2 separate regions of the Triticum aestivum genome follow, and region 1 is linked to region 2. The links are chromatin contacts, called in public Hi-C maps. All regions are on one chromosome and are shown on one strand. Each heading gives the region's core, a stretch centred on a gene start, on an enhancer-like site or on the middle of the called end of the contact. The rest is flanking DNA. Distances are from core to core; before and after follow the strand shown. Region 1 holds the start of LOC123188139 (putative MO25-like protein At5g47540). Region 2 holds the start of LOC123188136 (U-box domain-containing protein 4).

Region 1 (5,970 bases), core at 2,486-4,985, 390 kb after region 2:
AGCGTGATCCCCTCCGTCTTTTGATGTACCTCTATCCCGGGGTAGTAGCTCAAAAAACCGAGATCATCCATCTTGAAAAGCTCTTTCATCTGTAGCTTGAACTTTGCAATCAACTCTTCATCTGCTCCGGTAATTAATAGGTCGTCGACGTAGATGCCAACTAGTAGACGATCCCTTCCTTCACCTCTCTTGTACATTGCATGCTCTTGTGGGGCTTTCTCAAATCCAAGAGAAACCAATGTCCGATCAAGTTTGATGTTCCACTCCTGAGGTCCTTGCCATAGTTCATACAAGATTTTGTGTAACTTCAGTACCTTGTGTTCTTCTCCCTCTTTGATGAATCCCAGTGGTTGGTTCACATAAACGTCTCCTTCTAACTCGCCATTCAAAAATGCGGAGTTTACATCCAAGTGATGTACCTTCCATGATTCTTGAGCCGCGAGAGCGATGAGTAATCTCACCGACTCCATCTTTGCAATGGGAACGAACAATTCTTCGAAGTCCACACCTTTCTCTTGCACATACTCTTTGGCTACTAGCCTCGACTTGTGCTTCACACATCCTTCGACATCTTTCTTGATCTTAAATTCCCACTTGAGCTTTATAGCTTTTTCATTGTTGAGAAGATCCACAAGCTTCCATGCATTGTTGTCGTGGATCAACCCCAACTCCTCTTTCGTAGCCTGACGCCAATACTCCTCCATATTTGCGTCTTCAAAATTTTCCGGTTCCTCGATGTGCAAACATCGTTGCCCTTTACTTTTCATCTTCACCGATTTTATTTGAAGCGCTTCATCTGGTTCATGTGGTCGTTCTTCTGTCTCCAGTGCTGTCGAAGGAGACGGCACATCTTTTGAAGTTGCCAAACTTCTCTTTTCTGGCATTTTGGCCACACCCAAACTGCTCTCTAGAGAAGAACCTGCAACGCTTGGGCTACTACTTTCCTGACCACCAGCCACTAGGCTAACTTCTGTTTGTCCAACTGCAGCACCTTCTGACGCGTGTCCTTTCCCTGGACCGTGCCCACCTTCTAGCCTATTGGAAAAGCCTCCAAAGGCTCCCGTGGATGTACCTCCTCCACCGAGTGGGCTGCCTAATGGTGAACTTGGCGCAACATGCACACCTCCTGCTGACTCGCCCGGTCTACTGCGCGATGCAACGCTCGCGTCGGTCGACTGCACGAGCGACCTACTGCGTGCAGCACCTCCAGTTGTGCCTGGACTAGTCTTGTCTGGTGCGCTACAACTCATGACGCCTGCGCTCCTAGCCGAACCGGCTGGCTTCATGTAGGCAGCACACTCGTCTGGTCCGAGTGTAACTCGCCGCACATCTCGATTTGCCTTGTGATGTTTTGACACGACCACATCGAGACGCCTTCTGACGTGGACTTCTAACGCCACGTCTTCGTCTATCTTCAGATTTTGTGAATTGCTCTTTCGGCCACAGCTGGCCTCTCGCGGAGGCGCCGCACAAAGACTGCTTCTCCATGGCCGTGCACACGCAGCTATCGCCGCATCCGTTCCAGCAAAGTTGGCACTTACGTCCATAGCATTGACATAAGTTTTGGAATCACTCCCCGTATCTGTAGCTTCAACACAGGTTTTCGAACCATGATCATGATGGCAAACCTTTTCTTCCACAAGCTCGGCAATTTCTTTAGTCAACACTTGATAGTCTGGATCCTCCTCGTCCACCAGTTTACACATCAACATCATGTCACCATCATCTCCTTGCTAGGCCATCAGCGCCTTCTGCTTCGGTGCTTCCTCGCAGCTAGCCTTGAAGTGGCCGAGGAGTCCACAGTTATAACACCTCACTTTCCTGATGTCAAACTTTCTCCTCGGTGGTGGTGCAGCCTCATTGTCTAAGTCGTCGTCCGAGTCAGCGAAGTTCTTTCTCGCCGAACGCTGCTTTCCCTTCTTCTTGCTGCTGCTCTTGGACCCGCCTTGCTTTTCAAGGGCGATCCAATGCGCCTTTGTGAGCATCACAAGCTCGTTGTTCCCCCCGTCCCCAAGACTGTACCGCATACGCTCGTCGTGAGCCTTGTAGCGTCCGACGAGATCATCAATGGAGAGGGTCTCGAGATCGACACACTGCTCGATCGCCATGACAATTTGCAGGTACCGGGGAGGGCCGCGCGCAAGAACCGCCGGACAACCGAGGCCTGTGTGAGGTTTTCTCCAAGCGCGCGAATCTGATTGACGAGAGTAGCCACCCGTGAAGCGAACGCATCCACGGACTCATCATCGCCCATGACCAAAGTCTCGTAGTTCCTTAGGAGAGTTTGGAGATTGGCTTGCTTGACACGGGTGTGTCCCTCGAACATGAGCTTCAGCGTATCCCACACCTCCTTTGCCGTTGCTTTGGCGATTAGGTGCTGGAGGACATCCATCGGCATCACCGAGTAAATCGCCACGCCGCCTGCCGATCCTTCCGGTGCTCGGCTCCCTCCTTCTTGAACGCGTCGCCTTCGGTATCCACCACGTCCCATAGCTCATTGGCACGGAGACCACACTCCATGAGGGCCTTCCAGACCCCGAAGTTCTCGCGATCAAACCGTGGATACGACGAACTCGCCGGAGCAGCAATTACTTTAGCCGCACCGGAGTACTCCGCCAACTGCTTGGTCTTCTCGTCGTCCGACATGATCCTCCGTTACTAGAAGATCAACCTTGCTCTGATACCAATTGTTGGCCCAGAGCCGACGTCGAGTACTTTCGAACGACTGAAGACGACCGACGACGAACGAAGCTCGCTGACGAACTGAACATTTACTTTACGCCGAGTGGAACCGTAGTACAAAGCTAGCCTTGTCCTTGATCGATCTTTCTTGGACGTGATGGACTAGTACTTTTAGCCGTCCGAGACACCAACGCAATACGTATACAATCAATCAAAGGTACACGAATACTTTGACTCGATTTGGATGGCTACAGGCTCGTGTCGAGCCTGTCGTAACTTTGTATTGCTTTTCTGGTTGTGTTTACAAGGGGCTATACAAACATATATATAGTAGCAAGATTGGCTAGCTAACTTACTCGGTTACTACTCCTAATCCTACTAGGTGATGAATACGAAACCTACACGGACACACGCACATGTCGTGTTTAGTTCCAACAAGGTGCTCATAGGGGTAGGGTGTGCATGTGTGCATTCATAGGGGTGAGTATATGCACGTGTATATGAGTGCTTGCGTCTGTACCGTGTTAAAAAAAGTAGTTAGCACTTTGCACTTCATCTGCACAGAGTTTTTTGCTTCAACTTTTTTTTCTAAAGTTCAAAGACGAAAATATTTTTCTTCATCTGCTGTGAGTTGCTCCTACGGTGTGGCAATGTAGCCGATGTTACTCATCAAATTCCATGGGGTCCATGCTAGAATCACCCGTGCATGGAGGGAAAAAAGGCCATAATGATGTGAAATGCACACATGCCATTAAAACTATTGCATTATTATCATATTTGATTGATGACGGCTGGCATGGACGTGTTTATAATCTTAAATTCAATTATTAGCTTATACTCCTATCATTTAGTATTTGTATATATGCAGCAATACATAAGTGGATAGGCTTGCTGGTTTAAATAGACTCGATTCAAATACGTTTGTAGTAGTACTGATTTGCATAGAGGTTTTGGATTGGATTTTAAAGCATACCGCGTGCGGCTCACCTAGGCGAAAAGTTCGGCAAGATCACGGAGTCCAAAGTTGATCACCCAATTTTCTGCAGACCCGGAAAGAGAAAAAAGCGGAGGAGAAAACGAGGCAGCGAGGAGCGGACGGGGCAAAGAAGCGTCGAGAAACGCACCACCACCCCCAACCGACCCCCCGCATCGTCCGTACCGGCCGGTGGATAGAGCCATAGAGGGATCTCCGATCTCGGCCCTCCTGGCCAACACCGCCCCGCGCGACGAGTCCATCGCGAGCCCGGCATCCTCTCGACGGCAAAACCTAGCCTCCCCGCCGCGTCCCGTCGGATCGCGTCCGTCCCCGAGCGGAGGAGGAGGAGGCGGGCGCCCTAGGAGGGGCATCCCGAGGTAGTCGTGGCGCTGTTCCGCGGCTGCTTCTCGTTCGGGTCGGCGGGGCGGAGAAGGCCCGCGGCCTCGCCCTTGCCATCGCCGCCGCGCGTGACCGCCGCATCGGCATCGGACGACGGCGCCAAGATGAAGGGCCTCTTCAAGTCGAAGCCGCGGACGCCGGCCGACGTGGTGCGGCAGACGCGTGAGCTCCTCATCTACGTGGACCTCCACGCCGGCTCACGCGGCGCCGACCCCAAGCGAGAGGAGGAGAAGGTGAGATCGAATCCGGCCGGCCTTCCTGTTTCGATGCCCCGTCCCTGCCCACCGATTTGGCTCGGATCGCGCATGGGAGTGGAAGCTTTTTATCCCTTGCTTGGTTTGGCCTGATTTGTGCCTCCGCACTCTTATTTCTATGAGCGTTGCAGCGGGTGGAACGTTGCTGCTTGCGTGACCGCTATGTATTATTCGTCGCTGCTCGATTTGCTGCTATTTAGGCCGTTGTAGGACTTAACTAGCTTACTTCATTATAATCTATATGATGATTACATGACTGTAGCATATTAAAAGGGGCTGGTTCAGGGAATTCAGGAAGATACGTTTTTTGGTATATGAGCATAACTAAGTTACTTAATTAGGATAATGTTGCAGATGGGGCATGTGATAGATGGTAGGCGGTTTACTCGTCGTACATAAATTCAATGTATGCTTACAATTTTGGTATATGAGCTGCAAGTCAATTGCGATAATATTTTAGATGGGGCATGTGATAGATGGTAGGCGGTTTACTCGTCATTCATAAATTCAATGTATGCTTACAATTTTGGTATATGAGCTGCAAGTCAATTGCGATAATATTTTAGATGGGGCATGTGATAGATGGTAGGCGGTTTACTCGTTATTCATAAATTCAATGTATGCTTACAATTTTGGTATATGAGCTGCAAGTCAATTACGATAATGTTGCGGACGGGCATGAGATAGATGTTCGATGGCTTGCTTGCCATCATTAATAAATTCATAATTCGATGTATGCTTCTTGTTACCGTACATTCGACGTAGGAAGTAAGCAGGATTGTGCAGCAAGAGTGAACGCCAAGCTTCTAAATTAGGACCCTCTTATCTGGGGAGCGTTCGCTTGGAGGGGTGGCATTGCGAACATTTTGATGGCATTTTTAGTTGGTCTGGGGTGGCAGTTTCTTCAGAACAGCATTTCATTTTCTGGAATGAAGGCTCAAAACTGCCATCCTCCCAGAAAATGCCATGTTGTTCTGAAGAAACTGCCACCCTCGATACAACTGAAACTGCCATGAAAAACGTTCGAAATCCCATGCTTTCCTGGCGAACGGCCGCCAGTTAGCTTTTCCGCTAAATTGTGGGTCATGTAGTGGTCATGCCACTCAGCAAGAGCAGGGCGAGCAGAGTGGTCGGAGGTTCTGGTGAGTACATAGATTGACATGGCAGCAGCTCTCTGCATGACGTGGTACAAGGAACCTCCAAACGGTGTCGTGGGCATTCCATAGGCGCCACATCCCAACAGCAAAGGGGGAGGGATCTAGGAAATGAAGCGCTTCACTGCGATCATACAATTAAGATTACACTTGGATAGTGAAAGTGGGATCAGTGGTGGTACATAGATCGTAGGTCAGAAAGAAGTCATGGAGGCAGAGGCTAGAGCCAGTTCTGTTTCATCAACTGTCTCCCTCCACACAGCTTCCCTTCTGTGCTGTTGTAGCTGATGTACATGGGCCACAAGCTAGCTCTTCAGCCCAATTGCTGCGAAACCGTGCAGCCCAACATACATTACCATGCCCGTGAGACTTCTCTAGTGAGCTGCTGACTGTGGGCACACAATAGGGCTAACTATGAAATTATTAATCTGCAACACTAAACTATCTCAACTTAAGTAATGCTTCTTCGGGTCAGCTTCACGAGGAGTAATAACAAAGGTGCAAC
Region 2 (6,044 bases), core at 2,127-4,626:
AGAATGTACACGGCAAGGATCGGGAAGAGGCAGCGCCGTCTTCTTTGTTGCATCGTTGGCCATTTCTCCCTTGTTCGACTTCTTGATTTTGCTTTAGTTTTAGCACTGGATGTCTGCACTGGGGGAGTCGTTATCGATTGGGTGATTCCTCTCCGAGCCGCTGGAGTGGCGTACCATGGCGCAAGTCCACGTTGTGCTGCCGACTACCATGGGACATGTCCAATCATCACCAATGTCTGAGCTGAATCTATTGGTGCAAGGCAAGTTATCTGTGTCAGTTGTGGAGGTTGAAGTTCGATATGCATCCTTCAAATGTGTTTGGCATCTGCATCCTCCAAATGTGTTCGATCTGCATCCTCCAGAGTTGTTGGCAATCCGTTCCTCGGAAAGTGCAATACATATCAAAGGTGACGAGCTCTATCTGGTTACTTTATCCTCTTATCCCATAGTGTTTGTCCAGCATCTACTTTTTCAGACTACATAAGATTGTTTTCTGAGTTTTTTCTCCACAATGTAACCCGTGTGACATTCGCAAAAATAAATGTAGCACTTAATCAGTGGAAGCCATCCATGAAAATATGTACAAAAGTCTTTATGTTGTGATGAATTTTCAGTAGGAAATAAGTTTGACCACATATAGACACACAAGAATGTGCTTCTTTCTTCGGCAAATTCCTTCTGTGAGTCATGGATTAGTTTTAGAAAGGACTGGAGTGTCACAACACTTACACTTGATGTGGCTAACTAATCCAAACTCAAAGACAACTGAAGTTATTCTCAGTTCTTAGCAACACGAATTAGAAAAGTTTGAAGGCTAAAAATAAGTTATTTACGTTGTAATAAGCAGATTTACTTTAGCTGGAGCTGCACTTGATGAGCTCCTATTCTGTGAAGGGCAAGCATCAGAAGCGATAATAATAAGAATCAACTATCTTATGATCAGTTAATAAAAAAGCAGTCCTGAAGCAATTCTATTGTCTTCCTATGCATAGTCCAGTACTTCCTTTTCCTTGATCCAATATTCATTTTTTTCCTTGATGCAAGCAAAATGGTGTCACACACTGAAAGTCCAAAAGCATGCTAGTAGAAAAATGTGTTTTGTCAGCTACCTATCCATTTTAAAACTTAGTATAACTACTTGATTTGGAACAGTTATTTCTCGAAATTGTCTGAGCCTGTTACAAGTATCTTTTTGTTATTTGTAGAGAAAACTTTATGAAGCAACTTTTTGCTACAACTCGAACTCTTGTGCATGGAAGAGAATTTACATATCCCTTACTCTGTACTAATCAAAACATATGTGTGGATACTCTGCTCATTTTGGTTCATTCTGCTACTTAATTATACGCTCTTCTTTATGAGCTTCTATCTTACCTAAATAATGTAGTAACTATTTAGCAGCTTGCTTTCATGGCTTTGGATCTTGCTTGAAAAAAAATAAGTGCAAGTGTTTTCTTGCAGCGGCGCAAGCTCGGCGGCAGCCGCTATGACCCCAATCTCCGGATTACTGTAACCAGAGGCTGGTTGTGCAGGTGGTCAAGCTGCTCGCGCACAAGGCCGAACCTGATGCCCTCAACGCCACCATAGAGGAACTTGTTCGATATCGGCTTTGGATTACTGTCATGCCATAAATAAGAGAAACATTGTTGAATCTGTATGAACTTGTAAACAAAGTGCTTACTTTAGCCATACTGGATTTTTGTTGTCGCTTGTTGTACGGATGATTGCTTATTTTAGATGATTTTTGTTGTCGCTTGTCATACTGGATTACTGTATGAACTTGTAAGCACTGTTGCTTATTTGTTTCAGCCGGGCAAGATTTCATCTTTACATTTCTTGGTTGATTCATTTTCTGTTGACTGATCCCATGTGAAGTAACCGAACATGGCCTAATGATGTGATTTAAGTTTGATCAATCCACGCCTCTTGGCTTGGTTCAAATAAGATCAACCGGGCTACAATATTCAATACTTGTAGGTAAAACTCAGAACTATTGGGATTTTGAGGAGAGATGTGGAAATCTGTTATGAGTTTGCAAAAACAGGCTATTTTCGAGGGTGCAGATGCAAATGTATCAAGGGGGTATGTGTAAATGATGAGCGAGTTGATCCTGTCCGTTGCATGCTGATCCAACGCAACACACAATCTTGAAGCAGCGTATCATGTGGTGAGCCGTATCACTCGATATTTTCCCCCATACGTGGGTAACATCATTACACGATCGTGCGTGCGGAAAAGGCATCATGCCGTGTGGTTAACAAAAGAACCGCCGATTAGAAAAAACACCCCGCCAGCGCCGGTCACACCAGTGTCGTCACCGCGCCACACACCATGGCCGCCCCTGCCCCGCCGTAACTTTTCCCGGGTGAAATCTTCATGCTTTCACATAGCTCCCCCCACAACCACAACCACAACACACGCGCTCCTGGCGAATCAACCTGTGATTGAGTTGGTTAGGTGGACAGTGGCATCCCCAACCCACCAGGGTTCAAATCCTGGTGCTCACATTATTCCTGGATTTATTTCAGAATTTCCGGCGATGCGCTTTCAGTGGGAGGAGACGTTTCCGTCGACGACGAGGCGCCTACGGTGACTTCGTAAATCTCAAGATGATATGCCGGCTCAGTCTCTCGAAGGTGCTCATAGGGATAGGATGTGCGTGTGTGCGTTCATAGGGGTGAGTGTATACGCGTGTATATGAGCGCTTGTGTCTGTACTGATGCTAAAAAAACACGCCGCCGTGATGACCCCTTTTGACCCCCGAGTGGCTATTATCACTTACCACGACGCGTGCAAGGCGTCCACCTCGCGTCCCGCTGTCCCGCGTGCGCTGCCTGACTGACCGCCCGACCGCTCCCCCGGGAAAAAGCGGCACCACGGCTCAGGTTTCACGGCCAGCCGTCCCCGCCCGCCATGGTGCCATCCGGAGCGGAGGCGGAGGTCGAAGCCGGCCGTCCGTGTCGCACGAGACAATACGACGACGCCGTCGCGCCCAACGCGGCACGGGCGGGAACAAAACAAACAAACGGAAAACAAGCGATTCCTTGCTTCCACGGCCACCAAAAAGTAAAGTAAACCGGCGGTGGCCAGCCCCTGCCCACTGCCCCTACCCATGGCGCTTTCCTCCCCGACTGCTGCCTTGCCCCCACGCCGCACCGCACACTCCTCCCACTGACAGCTCCGCACGGGGCCCCGCACGTCATCGGCGAGCGGCGCCACGCGACAAGTGCGGGAAGCGGGGTGAGATTTTCAGCGGCGCGTCGACACCTGGCCGTCGTCAACCCGGAGGCGGGGGCTACAAAGATCCACGGCGCGCGCCTAGTGGGTGAACTGTGTCCGCGCACGGGCATCACCGTACGTATACGTCTACGCATTTTAGCAGGACACCGGGCAGCCCAACCACCCCCCCCCCCTCCCTCCATCATCACTCCGCCCGCCGACGCCAGCCAGCCATGGTGTCGCTCGCCGGCTCCCAGATCCTCTCGCACAAGCAGACGCCGTGCGCGCCGCGCCGCCCGGGCCACTCCATGCGCACCATCCGCTCCGCGCTGCTGCACCCGGACTCGCCCCCGGGGCCCAGCTCCCGCCCGCGCGCCGCGGCCGCGGCCGACGAGGGGGACTCGGACATCGAGAACCTCACCGACTCCGTCATCGACTTCCGCCTCAGCGAGCTGGCGGCCACCGCGGGGCCCGCGCACCCGGCGGCCGTCGCCAAGTCCTCCTCCGCCAACGCGGCCGCCACGGAGATGCTCGAGCTGTCCCGGGACTTCTCCGACTACTCCAGCTTCAACTCCGACATCTCCGGGGAGCTCGAGCGCCTGGCCGCGGCCGCCGCCACGCTCAGATCCGACGCGCCGGACCTCGCCGCCGTGGATCTGAACGACCTCGAGTCCATGGATCTGTCGGCGGACGCGGCGCCGCTGGACCGCGTGGAGCCCTTCGTTCTGGCGTGCGTGCAGGCGCTGGGGCCCGACGCCGCGCCCGACGCGCGCCGCGCGGCCGCGGCCAGGATAAGGCTGCTGGCCAAGCACCGCTCCGACATCCGCGAGCTGGTCGGCGTGTCCGGGGCGATCCCGGCGCTGGTGCCGCTGCTGCGGAGCACCGACCCGGTGGCGCAGGAGAACGCCGTGACGGCGCTGCTCAACCTGTCCCTGGAGGAGCGGAACCGCTCGGCCATCACGGCGGCGGGCGCCATCAAGCCGCTCGTCTACGCGCTGCGGACCGGGACGGCCTCCGCCAAGCAGAATGCGGCGTGCGCGCTGCTCAGCCTGTCGGGCATCGAGGAGAACCGCGCCACCATCGGCGCGTGCGGCGCCATCGCGCCGCTCGTCGCGCTGCTCTCCGCGGGCTCCACCCGGGGAAAGAAGGACGCGCTCACCACGCTCTACCGTCTCTGCTCGGCGCGCCGGAACAAGGAGCGTGCCGTCAGCGCCGGAGCCGTCGTGCCGCTCGTGCACCTCATCGGCGAGCGCGGCACCGGGACGTCGGAGAAGGCAATGGTGGTCCTTGCCAGCCTCGCCAGCATAGCCGAGGGCCGCGACGCTGTGGTGGAAGCCGGTGGGATACCCGCACTGGTCGAGACCATCGAGGACGGCCCTGCGAGGGAGAAGGAGTTCGCCGTGGTCGCTCTGCTTCAGCTGTGCTCCGAGTGCTCCAGCAATTGTGCGCTTCTCGTCCGAGAAGGGGCGATCCCACCGCTCGTTGCGCTCTCGCAGTCCGGCTCTGCTCGTGCAAAGCACAAGGTATACGTTCTAACCCTCTCATTACAAATGTTATGCTGAAATTGGATGTGGTTTGCCGAATTTTATTTTAGCGATAACAATTGGTGATTAGTACGAGTACTCATTCATATATCAATATTTTAACTTGTCAGTGTAAGGTTTGAGCTTTTGATGCCACTGTCATTGTACTGAACAGTGTGCAACGAATTAGTCAGTTAGAGTTTGATTGAAGTCCGATTGACAGTACTGGAAAATGTATTAACTCTGGACCGGTAGAATGACAGCGTGCGTGTACCTGAGTTTAGGTAGATTTCTACTACCTGGTCTTCAAAAACATCCAAATCAACACGTGTTTCATCACGCTAGTTGTATGCATTGCCTTGTACTACTACTGATCAAGGAGGTGTTGACTTGTACATTCAGTTCACATGATCGAGATCCGCACTTGCTTAATTTCACACTTTGTTGAGTACAGTCCTGAATCTGCTAGACCTTGGAAGTACAGGAGGATGAGCGCCCTCTCTCCTACAGATCAAAGAGGCCACCAAGTCAAAACTACAGTTCTTAAAATTCCGTAAACAATGCTTGGTGTCACTAGAAACCGGGCAAGCTTAAAACTCCGTGCGAAACCATGTGCTTGAGATTTCCCACTGAAATACTCGTGTACGTGCTTATAATTATAAGTTTCGCCACTAGAGTCTGTCTACTTTGCCATGGCTAATCTGATCCTCATGCGTGCCTTATTTTTTTTCGAAAAGAGGGATCACACCCCGTGTATGCCTTATATTATATTTTGCTCAAGCTGAAAATCATTCCTGAATTCCAAGCCACTTATACGTTTGGTTGTGTGATTTGCAGTCTGAGACCTTGCTAGGTTACTTGCGCGAGCAGCGACAAGGGGGCGGTGGCTGCCGAGCCGGACCAGGCGGCGCAGCTACGAGCATGGCTCGGTGACGCGCTGGTCATGCGACGAAGCTACGAGCTTGGCTAGGTAATGCAGCACTGGTATGGTGAAATGCAGAAAGTAATGCTTGGTTTGTCTTTCACCTCGCCGGCTCCGTTCTTGATTTTGGCGTCGAGAACAGAGCAGCCCTATATGGATGGGACGGGGCGCGATGATCATGTGTAAATAACGGCCGGCTCTTGGCTGGGTTATGTGAATACATATGTGGTCTGCGACAGCGAGCGATGGAAGGTTAGATGGTTGGTCACTAACATCAGTTGAGAGGAGCATCCAGGTTATCTTAGGAGAGGACATGGATTGCTGCTGGGTTATATGTGTGGTGTCGGGTTGTAGCTGTGTACAGGATGTATGTTAGGGCG

Evidence for each region. Hi-C and Micro-C count contacts between places; a contact is called where the count stands out from the background.
Region 1: a contact with region 2 is called in a Hi-C map of leaf, with 4 times the contacts expected there. The contact joins the promoter of LOC123188139 here to the promoter of LOC123188136 in region 2. A contact is called at or near these places in 4 of 5 Hi-C or Micro-C datasets (leaf and an unstated tissue) and 1 of 1 datasets of contacts at active chromatin or transcription factors (leaf).

The regions. Positions count from the first base shown.
Region 1 is chr2A:162,496,399-162,502,368 of IWGSC CS RefSeq v2.1, forward strand. LOC123188139 (putative MO25-like protein At5g47540) reads left to right here and starts at 3,736. Exons shown (of 11, transcript XM_044600183.1): 1 at 3,736-4,290. The coding sequence starts at 4,162.
Region 2 is chr2A:162,108,497-162,114,540 of IWGSC CS RefSeq v2.1, forward strand. It overlaps LOC123188136 (U-box domain-containing protein 4), which reads left to right and starts at 3,377. Exons shown (of 2, transcript XM_044600179.1): 1 at 3,377-4,742; 2 at 5,580-6,044. The coding sequence starts at 3,453. The coding sequence ends at 5,675.